5 separate regions of the Mus musculus genome follow, and all the other regions are linked to region 2. A link is a contact called in public HiCAR-type and HiChIP or PLAC-seq data. All regions are on one chromosome and are shown on one strand. The core of a region is the stretch at or near the end of the contact, and the rest is flanking DNA. Distances in the headings are between cores, read along the strand shown. Region 1 holds the start of Atp5l (ATP synthase, H+ transporting, mitochondrial F0 complex, subunit G). Region 2 holds the start of Pafah1b2 (platelet-activating factor acetylhydrolase, isoform 1b, subunit 2). Region 3 holds the start of Ube4a (ubiquitination factor E4A). Region 4 holds the start of Abcg4 (ATP binding cassette subfamily G member 4). Region 5 holds the start of Ccdc153 (coiled-coil domain containing 153).

Region 1 (2,700 bases), core at 139-2,638, 1.1 Mb before region 2:
TCTACGAAATATTAAAAATAGCACCTCAAACCATCAAAGTCCAAACGTCAAAGCCTTTTGGTTGTATTGGTGTAAAAATTGTAGTACGTTGCTTCAGATCACCTAATGATTTTTTACTAAGGAAATTCTTTGGAAAACAGCTATTGGCAGCCTCAGGTTCCATAGGAAGGAATCCAGTATTTATAGACTCTGGCTGGCACTTTAAGGGTTTAAATAGCTCACTAGCTGGTGATGAAGGGGAGAAAAAAAAGAATTACTAAATATGCAAACAGGTTGGAAAGCTCAAAATTACAAGTTTTTAAAATTCCACCTCAGAGGGCTGGAGAGATGGCTCAGCGGATAAGAGCACTGGCTGCTCTTCCAGAGGTGCTGAGTTCAATTCCCAGCAACCACATGGTGACTCACAACCATCTGTAATGGGATCCAATGGCCTTCTCTGGTGTGTCTGAAAACAGCTAGTGTACTCACATAAGTAAAATAAATAAATCTTTGAAAAAAAATCCACCTTCAATTCACATTTCATAACCAAATTTGAACATTTGGAAATAGGACCTTCAACCACTTAATACAATACAGAAAAGAAGAAATTGTAAACTTAATCTCCTGCTTCAAAAATACAGTAATTTTCTACTCAGAAGAGAACTGTATCGATTGAACATACTGCTCAGGCTTATAACTACTCAGTGTTTATCTGAGAGACCGCGGTCTATCAGAATTTTCAAACAAAACAACCTCACGAATGCCAAGCCAAGGTTCTGAAGACGACTGCTGACAGGCGTCGCTTTCTGTGCTGACTGGGGAGGGGATATTCACCCCTACGTTCCAAATTCCCTTCATCGGACGCAGAATTCTCTAGGCTCTAACCAGGATGGTAAGCAAACATAACTTTCAAAGATCTCTCACCCGTCTTTAAAATTTCTGATGGCTTTCAAATACTTCGCTGAGACGCAGACCAGCTATGAGGTCTGATGTGTGACCTCTCTCTCCCCTGTTACCGACCTCCCTTCCCAACTCTCCCGGCACGGTAAGGGGGCATCACGGCGTTCGCGGCGGAGTGAGGCCGGGCAGAGTTACACGACCCACTCGCTCCCCGGCCGAGCTAGGACCCTGCAGCTTGTGAGCTCTAAGCAGCCGCGGGCAGGCCAGGCGAGGCTGCGGCCTTACAGTGGCCTCCTGGAAGCCCTCCCGACGCCCACGGCCCCTTGGTGCCGCAGCACAATCCCTCCCCTCGCGAGCCTCTCCCGGGCTGCGCTCACCGGCTACCATCGACGGTGCCTTCTCCGCGAAGTTACGGATGAACTTGGCCATGGTCTAAGGTGGAAGGTACGTCTCCCCGAACCGCCGGCTGAATGTCACCCCCGGAAGGACCCGCGGCAGGACCCCTTCCCCATTTCCAAGGTCAGGCTGCCCCTCTCTGTGCCTGTTCAAAACATATAGGTATTGATTCCCTGTTTGTGGCATCTCATTAGTCAGTTTACTTTGTTCACTCCAAGTAAAAACCTAGATATAAAAAAAAATGAGGCGCGATAACACGTGAAGAATCCTGAGATTCCTCAGGGAGCAGGCATTACTTGGGACAGCTATTCATGTTGGTCCGGAAGATCGGTGAAGTGGGGGAAATGCGCATGCGTTATTGGTTTTCTTGGCTTGATCGCCACATTAGCTTGCGGCAGTTTTATAGCTTTTCAGAAAACATGGAAAACGAGGCTGGAGGGCTTCATAAGATGCTTGTGGGCCTATACGTTCGCTTTAAAGGCATAGCAGGTCTGAGGTCAAATAGGAGCTTTAAGGGGCCACATAGGCGTTACATTATGTGACTCACCCATTCACCGACTTCTTTAATTGACTTTTTATAATTCCGTTTTCCTCCGCAGCCAGTATCAGAATTGGGATCCAATCCGGTTTTTCAAACAAGCCAGTAGGAGCTGTGCGGACAAGAGGAAGAAAGTCATGTGTGTTGAGGGTGTTGCACTGTGCCAGGCATTTTGTAATTTGGTGGAAGCATGCTTTGGGCATTATCCCCTTAGAGACCAAGATTCCTAAATAGTCATAGAAGGAGTCAGTTGCAAGATAAATACGCAAAGGAACATAAGGTTAAGCGTGGTGCTGATCTGGGAAGGCGTAGAGATTCTTGGTGTATAAGAAAATATACAAATTCCAAAGGCTGTAACTTTGACATTATGAATGAAAACAACAAAAACAAACCAGGAAACCCAAAAACTATGTAGGAAAGTAACATTTGATGAGGAGAACAAGTTCTGGAAAAGCCCAATCTTTAGAAGAAAAACTGAGGGGCTGGAGAGATGGCTCAGCATTATGAGCACTGACTGCGCTTAGGTTAGGAGTTCAAATCCCAACAACCACATGGTGGCTCACAACCATCTGTGATGAGATCTGATGCCCTCTTCTGGTGTGTCTGAAGACAGCGACAGTGTACTTACATATAATAATAAATACATCTTTTAAAACAAAACAAAAAAAAACCTGAAGTAAAATTCATGGGGTGGTTAGAAAAGTTAGAAGTGGGATCAAGGAATCAGTGAGGGAGAGACATGCTGCCTTAGACAGTGAAGTCAAATTAAAGCAGGAAAGATAACCTGAAACCCACATTATACCAGCATACAGGAGCCTGAAGATTGGAAGTTACAGGCCAGTCTGGACCGAGGTAAGACAGGCCAGCTAATTATGAGTATGAACATC
Region 2 (2,700 bases), core at 138-2,637:
AGAGAGAGAACCTAGAAGCTTGCTGAGACTTTTGAATGAGAATGAAAAGATTTAGGATGCTTCCATTAAGGCCTGAGGCTTTTCATTTTGCTTCAGAGAGTTGGCAGAATTATTCTGAAGAGGAAGGCAAGCCTCGTCCAGAATGCCCTGCCCCGGTCTCTGGTGGGCGGCCCCCCAGGATCCAGCCCATCCATAATTTATTATCAAGTGCCCATGCCAACAAATTAATGCACAATGATTCCCTCCCCTGCTCTCCCACAAGGAGGCAACCTTTAAGTCTGAACAATGTGCCCAGAGAAGGAACTGACGGGCAGACACAAGCCTCATCCAAGGGAAAGATAAGCTTGCATTTTTCTCTTTTCCACACCTTTTCCTCTGGCCCATTCTCTCCACTCAACTCAACGCTGTAGAAAATGCAAGTCTAGGACCTGCTCTTAGCGTCTTGGTGCCCTTCCCTTTGTCCATAGCCACGTTCTTCAGAGACGCCAACGCTTTATGGCTTTGGGTTTCCTTAAGATCCGTATATACATGATGAAAGGCAACGTCAGCCTGGGAGCTATGGAAAGGATAACGAGTCACTCTGCCATGAGTAACTCAAACCTGGAGACCACAGGCTCTGACCCGCTAAGTGGACATGGACCACAAGGGCTGGGGAGAGGAAACACACCTCCAAGGAAACTACTCACTGACAGATGTACCTGGCTGGCGGTAGGCCATCGGCCAAGTCACCAACGCCTGGGCCTCGTCGCCGAATGAAGTGGGTGACCCTTAAGGCTAGCCTCTACCAATCCTTTCAGAGCCCTGACACGGGTCTTTGGGAAGTATAAGCGAAGGCAACAGAGAAGTTTCGAATGAGGAGACAATTTTCGACGAGAAGGGCAAAGAGCGTGATCCGTTAAAAAAAAAAAAAAGGCACAACCCAGTCACAGGCTTGGGCCTAGAGGTCCCACCCCGGGGATGGAGGGAAAAGGCGACAGCTGAGGCAGGAGGCCGGGCCAGGGGACCCGCGGGCCGCTCAGCCGCTGGCCAGGGTGGAACCAGGGCGCCGCAGGGCAGCGGCGACGGCGCGGGGCCCCGGAGGCCCTGCAGGGCGACAGCGCGGGGCGCGGCGGGGGAGGGGCGGCGTGGGGGAGGGGAGCCGGGCCTCACAATACCGGCTCGCCCGCGCGTCCCACCCGTCACGACGAGGCCCCGGCTCCGCGGTCCCCACGATGCACTCACACAGGCAGAGGGTCCGTGCGGGGCCCTCAGCGGCTGCGGCGTCGGCGGGTTGCGCTTCAGTCGCTCGCTTGATCCCGACGGCCGCGTTCCGGCGCGCGTCCCCTCCTCGGGCCCCAGCACCAAGCAGCAGCGCCTCCACTTCCGGTCCCCCTGCCACTCGGGCAAATGGCTTCCGGAAGTCCCGCCCCTGGCTGCGGGGCTAGTTGCGGGGCGGGTGCGCCTCACTTTCCCTCGCAGTGCGCGCTCTTTGCTTGGCGCACAGGTCTACCGTCCCTGCCAAGTACTGACTTTGTTCTCTTTCTTTCCCCGACTTGAGCCTCCATCTTTCCTGTAACTGCCTTCCTGTCCTGATAGGATGACGGAAACTATCCGGAGATGGCCTTAGAGACAGTGTAGCTTGACCTCTCGCTGACGCTACTCCCTTCTTAGCCACTGATTTCCTCCACCGATGGGATAAACCAGATTGCAGAGAATGGGGAGAAATAGGCCCGAAGTTAAAAGGGGCAACCCCTACATTTACCAGCAGAATTTCTATGATGATACTCAGAATTGTGTGATAGATACCACTCGGGGAATAACAGAAACCCCAGTCTTTACCTTAGAAATCCATCCAGTTTAGGGGAGTACATAGAGAGTCAATGTAGAGATTAGATGCTAACGGCTGGATAAGTGCAGGACAGATCAGCGCCAAGAGGAGGGGCAAGAGATTGCGTCATCATTAGCAGGGAAACTTGGTGGAGCAGTGCCAGGGCTGGCTCTTTAATGATGGATAGGATTCATTCAAACTCATAATAGTGAATTGCAGAGCATTCCAGGACTCTGAAACTGATTGAGAATGTTCTTGAAACCTGTAAGCCTAAATTATCGAGATAATAAAATAAAATTTCAAATCACTTATGTGCTGCTTGTATTATCTCGAATGCAAAATAAAAATTTCAAGATAATGACTTTGTCACTGCCTCCATAACTCTTCTGCAGATATTCCAGTTACATATGGTACACTAGCAAGATCTCAGTAAGTGCTGTTTTAAGTGTTTTGATCAAGAGAATATCGTAAAGGGTTATTTAAACAGTTTAGTATTAAATACACTGTTAAGAGAAACAACTTGAATTGGTTTCCAATGATAAAGCCCTATGTCTGGGTTGTTTTTGTCAATGACACAAATCAGGGTCATTTGAGGAAGGGAACTTTAAAAATGCCTTCATCCGATTGGCATGTAGGCAGTCTATGAGGGTATTTTCTTGATTAATAATTGATGGGCGTATCCCACTGTGAGTGGTGCCACTTGGCGAAGGTGGCCCTGAGTTGAGTTGTATAAGAGCACACAGTCAGTCAGTAAGAAACGACATTCTATAGCTCCAGTTCCTACCCTGACTTCTCTCTGTGACAGCTGTGATCTGAGAGCTGTAAAGGAAGTAAGTCCTTTCCTCTCCACTTGGCTTTTAGTCATGGTGTTCCCCCTTCTCTCTCTCTCTCTC
Region 3 (2,700 bases), core at 8-2,507, 1.0 Mb before region 2:
TTCTCCTGACTCAAGCTTCTACTTATATAGAGTGCTGCTAATCCTTTAAGGCCACTACTGGCTCCTGAGAGCATACAGATATTTTAAGATCATGTCCAATCCAGTTTTAAAGTAGAACTATTGGTAACACTGAAAAACAGATTGCTATAGCCAAGTTCTATGGCTAAGGTGGGGTTGGGTGTAGCTCTGTTCTAGAGCACTTAGTATGCACCAGGGCTTAGTTTATAACCCCAGCAACTCCCTACCCCAAGCCCAAATTACACTGTATTAAATTGTACTCCATAAAGTCTCTATTTTGGAATTTAAAAATGTTCCCAAAGTAACATGTCTACCTGGAAATACCTTCAGTGTTACATTAGGTGTCGTAACAAAAATCCTTGCAATACGTTTATCTGCAAGCTAGGATCTCATCAAGTGAAGCACATACACGTCCGAAAACAAAAAAAGAACACAACACAACAAACAAAACCGTCTCTAACAAACCCTGGCATTTCATCTTGGGCCCCATTTTATGTCTCTGGGACCAAAAAAGTCAATGACATTGAGACTTAACCCATTCTTGCTCTAGGAGACAAAAAAGAATCCTAAAAGGAACAATACTAAACACAAAACGTCTGACTCTATGGTCAATCTGAGAAATGTTTTCTCGACCAAGAAAAACTCGAGCAGAATCCAAAGAGCTACAGCTGGGAAGCCGTCACTCGCTTTAAAAGTCAACCTCTTGCTACACGCACCCTACTGGTTTGATTGCTATGAGTCGAGCTTCATTTTGTCTCCTTGGCATCTGGCACTGTCGTTCACTCTTCGTATTTTATCCTTTGGGGTTCAGTAACATTCATAGGCAGCAGGGAGACCCACCCACCCTGCGCAGGTCCTAGATAAAATAAGTCAAAAGACAGCCACAGCCCACACTCGGGCCTTTCCTAGCAGGGACTTGGCAAAGAAGAAGGGAATGTGCAGAGCCACCGGACGCCGGAGCACCGTAAGGGTTTCCAGATTAGACAGGGTCGAAGTTCAAGACGGACCCGGGTCAGGCAAGCAGTTGAGAACAGCAGGCATGCAGGGGCCTTGACTGGCAATTGCTTAGGAGAAAACCGGGTCGCAGCCTCAACACTCTCGTCCTCTTATACCTTGCCTCTTACCGGAGCCTGAAAGGGCAGGGACGACGACACCTCACAGCTACAGCGACCAAAAGGTTCTTACTTCCGACTCAGCAAGGCAACCGGAGCTGACATCATCGCTGAGCGCCGAGCCTGTTGGGTCTTTACCCCGCGCCGGAAGTAGGGCGGTGTCGGGCTTCGCTAATGACAGAGAAAACACCGAGGAGGCGCATGCGCACGTTTGCTGGCAGCTAGCGAGGGTGGGGGGCGGGCCGGAAGTGGCTTTGGGATTGGGCTAGGCAGCAGGGCGGGGCGGGGCAGGGTTGGCTATGACTGCGTGCTTTGAAGTTTTGTGGAATATGAAGCTAGACCTTGGAAATCCATCTCTTGAGGGCAGATACACTATTGTGGTGTCGGGCTCTGCACAGACTGTGACTTTTTGCTTTTTACGCTCCCTTCTGTCCTATGGCTTTTTGGAGCCGTTTCACTCGTTGTGGCTTAGAAGCAGTAACAATACCAACAAGGACAATGTATAAGACGTTTTGAGCAGGTATTAGGTGCCAGGCAGCGCGCTATTTTGGGTTGGTCTTAGATTTATCTATACAATGCTAACAGTATACAGCCTACAAGTCTGGTTAATTTTTAGTTTTTAATTTTGAAAAATATTTATGAGCATTGATTGGTGTTTTGCCTGTATGTATGTCTGTGTGAGGGTGTCAGATTCCCTGGATATGGAGTTACAGACAGTTGTGAGCTGCAATGTGGGTGCTAGGAATTGAATCTGGGTCGTCTGAGCCATTTCTCCAGCCTTGGTTCTTAGTTTTAGTAAGGAAAATGAAAATTAAAACTGTAGTGAGTGGGACACCGTGGGGCATGCTGTAATTCTAGCACTTGGTACATAGAGACAGGAGAATTGAGCATCCGAAGTCATCCTCTGCTATTCAGTGAGTTTGGACTAACCTAGGGTTACTTCAAACCAACCATCCAACCAACCAAAACCCTACCCTATTCTGAGATACCCCTTAAAAAAAATTATATTGGCACAGCTCAATACCTCAGCAAGAGATTGGTAGCATACATGCATAGGAGTACCAGGCACTTCTTTGCTGTACTTGATAGTGTATATCTATATAACTGCTATGAAGTGAGATTTAGTTTAATAAAATTACATGTTCAGATATTTTTCAATGATATCTTTTATTCTTATTTGTTACTAATACTTTACATATATTCTAAGTGACATTTATTGTTAAAGCTAGACCAAATCCCTAACAATGACCTACAAATAATGAGACAGGAGACAATCTTGTCTTAGACATGACCTCCCAAATGCAACAAAATCTATAAAATGGAATTTATCAAAAAGACTTTTGCATTTCAAAAGTCACCATTAAGAAAGTGAGGTTGGGGCAAAGATTAATATTATGTGTTGTGTAAAAAGCCATTGCTCTGAGCTGAAGAGATGACTCAGCGGTTAAGAGCACCGCCTTACTTTCCAAAGGAGGCAGGGTTCAGATTTCAGCATGCACCTAGCAGCTAGAATCACTAACTCCACTCTCAGGGATACAATGCCCTCTTCTGGCCTCCATTGGCTCTGCAT
Region 4 (2,700 bases), core at 38-2,537, 1.7 Mb before region 2:
AGAGAGAGAAGAGACTGAGAGAGAGAAGACTGAGAGAGACTGAGAGATTGAGAGGTCATAGGGTCTATTTAGAAGAAAAAGCTTCAATAGCTGTTTGAACTCCCATAGTGCTGGCAGATGTGGGGAGCAGGGATCTTGTACCTCAACTGCAGTTGTGCAGTGAGGGTTAGGGCCCACAAAGCTCGCAGAGTAGGGTATCCCCAGGACTTATGCTCCTGGAAAGGCAACTCAGGGAGAGTCCCATGGGGCTGCCACCTACCCCGTTTGCGCCAGCAGGGCCCCTCCCGCACGGAATAGGACAGTTCCACGAACTCGATGTCCACAGCAGAGCGCTTGGGCAGGTGAGAGAAGCGCTGTGCTTCTGTGATATGGTTCTCCACCTTCTTTAGGTGCGTGGTCAGCACAGGGGGCTCTGCCCCGTCCTCCAGTGTCACAGCCATGGCCACAGCCCCAGGGCCCAGTCCACAGCCCACGGCCTCCAATGCCTTCTCCGCCATCACGCAGCCGGCCTGCAGGAGAGGGCCTGCTTAGCTCCGGGCAGACCCTCCAGCCCTTGCTCAAGGCGCCATAGCTTTCCGATGCTGCCCCGCCTCCACTCCTCCCACCCCAGCCTCCTTCTCCGGGCAGATCCCCCAACTGTCCGCACCCCTTTTCCCGCCGGGTCTTATGCACTCGGGCAGCACACACCCGGTGGTGCAGTGACACTCAGTTGCGACCTCGCCTCGTTCCTTGGCAGTCTCAGCCTGGCCTTGCTCGCCTGGCCCATCGAAGCTGTGCCCGCTCCTCCCTCCCCGCCGCGGCCTTAATCTCCTTACCCCACAGACAAGCAGTCCCTGGGGGCCGGGCGAGGGTAACCACCCGCTCGGAGGTCGGGGAAGCTAGGAGGCACAGGGTGGGCCGGGGGAGGCTCTGGCCTCGGCTCCGAGCCCCTCTCTGCACGGACTGGCACCGCTCCTCGGCCGGCCTCCCCATCCCGCTCCTCCGGACTGTTCCCCCAAACAGCGACAGACCCCAGACCCTCCAAGCCGACCCTCTTGTCCCCTGCTCGCCTGGTCACCTTGACGCGTCTCCGGCCGCTGCGACGCAAGGATGCTCAGCAGAGATGCTCAACCGGGATGTTCGACCCGGATGCTCAGCGTTGCGGCGCGGGAGGTGGACACTCCGGCTCTCTTCACCTGCCTCTGGCTGCGGCACCCGCGCCCCGGCTCCCTGTCCCGGTGGCCCGGGCCGGGGCGGGGCTAGGCCAGGGCGGGCAGTAGAGGAAGGCAGGGCTCGGGTCAGAAAGGATGACACAGTTGCGGAGAGATGGTTGAGGTCCCGCCGCGATCCCACTTGGATGAACCCGCCGGGTTCTCGTAGTCTGGTCCCCAGCGCCTGTCCTCTGGACCTAGTCGGGCGGCAGTGTTCTCTTCCAAGCTTCTGCTCGCTGGTCCTGCTGCTCTTAAAGGGCCCGTACTGCCCCTCACTCCGCGAGTAGCAAGGATGGAGGTGGTGAAAGCTATGCCTGCAGAGTTGGGGCCCGAATGGGGCCCTTTTTTGGACCTAGGACTGAGGTCAACCCGGAGGTCACCAAGGGAGGGAGACTTGATGTTACTCAGAGAGGCAGGTCCTTGAGCGGTAGGTGCCCAGGGGGGTTGGGAAGCTGTCGGTCTATCTGCATACACAAACCCCTCATTGCTTATCTCTTGCAGTTCAGCTTTGGAGCGCAGCCCCACCCAACCCTAAAGTACAAAGGACTTGAATGTATAATTCTTGAGACTTTGAGACAGCCTCTCACGCCTCTTCACATCCCCCCTCTCTAAGGGCTCAAGAGGACACTAGTTATGAAGAGACAGGGGATAGTAGTTATGACAAAGCCTGCAGGCAGCTCCAAGGTTAACCTTGACCCAGTCACAGCCTGCTTTGGCCATCAAAGTCTTTATTCTATTCGACCAGCCAGATTCAGGTCTCCAAGCCAGTATAGGCTGATCTAAGAGGCTGCAGTCCATACATACACAAAGCTCTTCAGATTCTGTCTTGGACGGCTTTTCATAGACATGGACATTCTCTCTCACCTACAAGCGTGGCTGGGTCCTCAGAGCGCTTACACCGCCCCCGCCCCCGCACCCCGCCTACTTGCTTTGGCCCTTTCTCAATTACTCTTGGCTCCTGCCTGCCCTATCCTCTATTTCTTTAAGGGGTCAGTAAGTCACGTGACCTGAGCTTTTTAGTTCCCGCCTGTCACATGCAGAGACAGATAGGAGGTAGGTAGGCTTAGGTTCTGGGTACTGCTTCCACTGCTACTGCAGCGGAAGATGCTAATAATCCAACACCAGCCCCCAACCCTCGCCCAAACCTCTCTGCAGCCCAGGAAACTAGCGACCCTGCAGGACATGTCCACACCCACCCTGAGACTATGAGGTTCATGGGGGTTTGGGATCCAATCTTTCCCAATTTCCCTTCATCCCTGTCTCACCTATGGTCATTCCTCAGGACCAATCTTCGAATTTTCCAGATGGACCCTCTATTCTTCAAGTTAATCTCCAATACCTCATGATAGACAATACCCCAATGATTGCTTTGTATGTAAGCGCGCGCGCGTGCGTTAGGGTCTCACTAACTCAGGCTGTTGCTGAGGCTGGCTTTGACTGCCCAGTCTTCCCCCTCTCTTGGGTGCAGTGACTATAAACATGTCACCAGGCCTGTCTAACATAAGTACTT
Region 5 (2,700 bases), core at 186-2,685, 1.7 Mb before region 2:
TAAAGTGCTACGGAGTTAAATAAAACAGGTATTGACCTTCCGCTTGCTCTGGAAGTGATTTCATAGTCCCACATCTTGTGTCTGTTTCGGCAGATTTGCTTCTAATAATATGCAACTGACCAACATTTTCAGGGACTAGAATGGACAGACATGCCTAAAAAGGATCTGTAGGTTCCATAATCCACAGGGAGGAAGGCTTGTTTAAATTCTATGTATGGTGACATTATGGTGCCCAGAGATGGCACAGGTCCAGACGGATCTCTCCCAGATGGAGGGAGGGCTTCCCGTCATGCTTTCTGCCAACAATCAAATTTTAATTATACATAAGATACTAAAAAACACCCCGTAAAGGGGATCTCCCCCAATATTGCCCAAGAAATTACCAACTGCAAACTTTAGGAGGTGCAGGCGGTCAAGCAAGTCCACTAGAGGGAGCCCTAAGCAACTTTATGCTGCAGGGAGCCTGGGGGCTGCTAAACCCCTGCCTGCAGATTAAACCTCATAAAGAAATAGTGGGAGAAGGCAAGATTGACTGGAGAGGGAAAAAGGAGTCCTGTAAACACTGCACTGACGTCTGGGGATTTCAGGAGCTACAAAACTTATACACCAAGAAATACAAGCTGAGCAAAATTAAGTAGCTGAACTCCAGACTCTTGTCTAATTTGTGTTCCTCTTTGTGGGTCAGCATCCTTTCAACTACCTGTGTCAGAACATGTTTCCCTCACACACCACAGTAGCCTTTTTGAGGCAAACCTTCAGGTTGTTGTTTAAAAAAAAACAAAAACAAAAACAAAAAACAAAAAACAAACAAAACATTTATTTATTTATTTTATGTATCTGGTGGTCTTCAGACACACCAGAAGAGGGCATCCGATACCATTACAGATGGATGTGAACCACCATGCTGTTGCTGGAAATTGAACTCGGGACCTCTGGGAGAGCAGCCAAGTGCTCTCAACCACTGAGCCATCTCTCCAGCCCCCAAACCTTCTGTTTTAAAGTAAATAATGTCACTGTGTTCACACGAAACCTCCAGATATAAAGTAGCTGTGATGGCCGCTATCCCTGCTTTCCCTATGTCTTGCAAAACACTGCTCTCCCAGACTGCAAGTTTGTAGATTCCTAGCCTGGAGAGTCTCCAGACCACAGGTAGTGCCTGTGTAGACATGAATAATAGCTATTCGGCTCCTAAGCCTCTTCTTTAGGGCTAGGATATGGAGGTAAAAAGAGAAGCTTTCCTTTGTATGAGCTGATTTAGCTCACCCACCTGCCTGAGTTTTCCAGTTGCCTGGACAACGTGCAGTATCCAGAAACCCAACATCCCAGTTCTTGGTCCCACCTCTTGAGGAAGTTTTACACCTTGGATTGGCTCCCAGGACCCAGGCTCCTCCCTAGACTCAATCTACTTGGGTCTCTCTTTACTGTCCCCATGACATGTCATTTCCCAGGGAGACACCACACAAGCAACAGAAAGTCTTGCAGGTAGGTAGGAAGGAGGAGAGTACACAAGTTGGGGAGAGAGAAGGGATGTCCAGAAGTTTCTCTAAGAAGCTGACTGCTGCACATAGGATTGTTCTCCCTCAGTGATCCCAGCCCTCCCTAAGGGTCCCAGAGACCAAGAAATGAAGCTTCTATAGAAGTGTAAGATGCACTGGGAGACTGGCACTCTGATGCTCCAGAAACCCCCAACCAACTCAGTGTAAGAGTCAGGAAAGCCTGTCTGTATGCTGACCTACATAGGTCTTCCCTTCGTCAGGACAGCGGGATGCCACCTAAAACCAAAGGAAGGGGGAGAAAAGCTGAGGCACGGAAGAAGAAAAAGAATTCAAGTCCTGGTGAGTCACCATGGGTGAAGGCCAGTGCCCCTGCATGTCCATGTCCACACCAAGGTCCTTAGAGGGAATCCAGCTCCCTGGGCAACAAGACAGAGGGCGTTTGTTTTGGTTTTGTCTTTTGTTCTTTTGACACAGGGTCACTAAGAAACCCAGGCAAGCCTCAAACGTATCCTCCTAGTCCTCCTAGTGCTGGGACAGCCTGGTGCTCACAATGCCTGGCATTAGTTAGGCATTGACACCACAGTTGGCTAAAGTGAGGCTCTCTTGCCCTCCTCTTCAGAGCCCTGAGTTCAGATTCGGCCAGGCTGGGGACCGGAGACTGCCTCTCTCCCCCTGGAGCCCCCTCTAGTCCTTTGCCTCTGTCATCTGTTTCACCCTTCTTTTGAGCACACACCAAGTACAAGGCAGTGAAGGCTTGGCTATGAATTTGTCAGATTTTGGCATTGGGTATCAGTGATCTTCCCCCATCCTGCAAAAAGTGCGGGAGGAAGACAGGGCAGGGGCGAGATCAGCGTAGCCTAAGACTCCGTGGTTTGCCACGACAGGTGTGGAGGCTGAGGCCAAGCACAGGCTGGTGCTGCTCGAGAAGGAGCTGCTTCAGGACCGCTTGGGTAAGGAGTGTGGAGCCTCAGGAGACAGCAGCAATGACAGGTCCTAGTCAGGGTTATCACTGCTGTGAAGAAACACCACAACCAAAGCAACGTGGGGAGGAGATGGTTTATCTGGCTTGCGCACCCAAAGCACTGTTTATTATTGAAAGAAGTCAGGAGAGGAGCTAGGAGCCTGGAGACAGGAGCTGATACGGAAGTCATGGAGGGGTGCTGCTAATTGGCTTGCTCTCCATGGCTTGCTCAGCCTGCTTTTT

The links. HiCAR-type assays count read pairs that join an accessible place to other places. HiChIP or PLAC-seq counts read pairs in DNA pulled down with a chosen protein or histone mark.
Region 1: a contact with region 2 is called in an H3K4me3 HiChIP or PLAC-seq map of embryonic forebrain, with 2.9 times the contacts expected there. The contact joins the promoter of Atp5l here to the promoter of Pafah1b2 in region 2. A contact is called at or near these places in 2 of 39 promoter capture datasets (liver and neutrophils) and 1 of 115 datasets of contacts at active chromatin or transcription factors (embryonic forebrain).
Region 3: a HiCAR-type map of astrocytes shows a contact between it and region 2, with 2.3 times the contacts expected there. The contact joins the promoter of Ube4a here to the promoter of Pafah1b2 in region 2. A contact is called at or near these places in 1 of 39 promoter capture datasets (pre-B cells) and 1 of 115 datasets of contacts at active chromatin or transcription factors (astrocytes).
Region 4: an H3K27ac HiChIP or PLAC-seq map of large pre-B cells shows a contact between it and region 2, with 4 times the contacts expected there. The contact joins the promoter of Abcg4 here to the promoter of Pafah1b2 in region 2. A contact is called at or near these places in 1 of 39 promoter capture datasets (neutrophils) and 1 of 115 datasets of contacts at active chromatin or transcription factors (large pre-B cells).
Region 5: a contact with region 2 is called in a HiCAR-type map of astrocytes, with 6 times the contacts expected there. The contact joins the promoter of Ccdc153 here to the promoter of Pafah1b2 in region 2. A contact is called at or near these places in 2 of 39 promoter capture datasets (the HPC-7 cell line and pre-B cells) and 1 of 115 datasets of contacts at active chromatin or transcription factors (astrocytes).

What each region holds. Positions count from the first base shown.
Region 1 is chr9:44,919,354-44,922,053 of GRCm38.p6, forward strand. Atp5l (ATP synthase, H+ transporting, mitochondrial F0 complex, subunit G) reads right to left here and starts at 1,389. Exons shown (of 3, transcript NM_013795.5): 1 at 1,257-1,389. The coding sequence starts at 1,308. It overlaps Gm30934 (a long non-coding RNA gene), which reads left to right and starts at 1,374. Exons shown (of 2, transcript XR_379340.4): 1 at 1,374-1,764; 2 at 1,875-2,700.
Region 2 is chr9:45,983,484-45,986,183 of GRCm38.p6, forward strand. Pafah1b2 (platelet-activating factor acetylhydrolase, isoform 1b, subunit 2) reads right to left here and starts at 1,388. Exons shown (of 6, transcript NM_008775.3): 1 at 1,222-1,388.
Region 3 is chr9:44,964,343-44,967,042 of GRCm38.p6, forward strand. It overlaps Ube4a (ubiquitination factor E4A), which reads right to left and starts at 1,258. Exons shown (of 21, transcript NM_001346698.1): 1 at 1,143-1,258.
Region 4 is chr9:44,286,957-44,289,656 of GRCm38.p6, forward strand. Abcg4 (ATP binding cassette subfamily G member 4) reads right to left here and starts at 1,288. Exons shown (of 15, transcript NM_138955.3): 1 at 1,058-1,288; 2 at 260-509. The coding sequence starts at 497.
Region 5 is chr9:44,239,242-44,241,941 of GRCm38.p6, forward strand. It overlaps Ccdc153 (coiled-coil domain containing 153), which reads left to right and starts at 1,436. Exons shown (of 7, transcript NM_001081369.2): 1 at 1,436-1,482; 2 at 1,757-1,835; 3 at 2,381-2,446. The coding sequence starts at 1,766.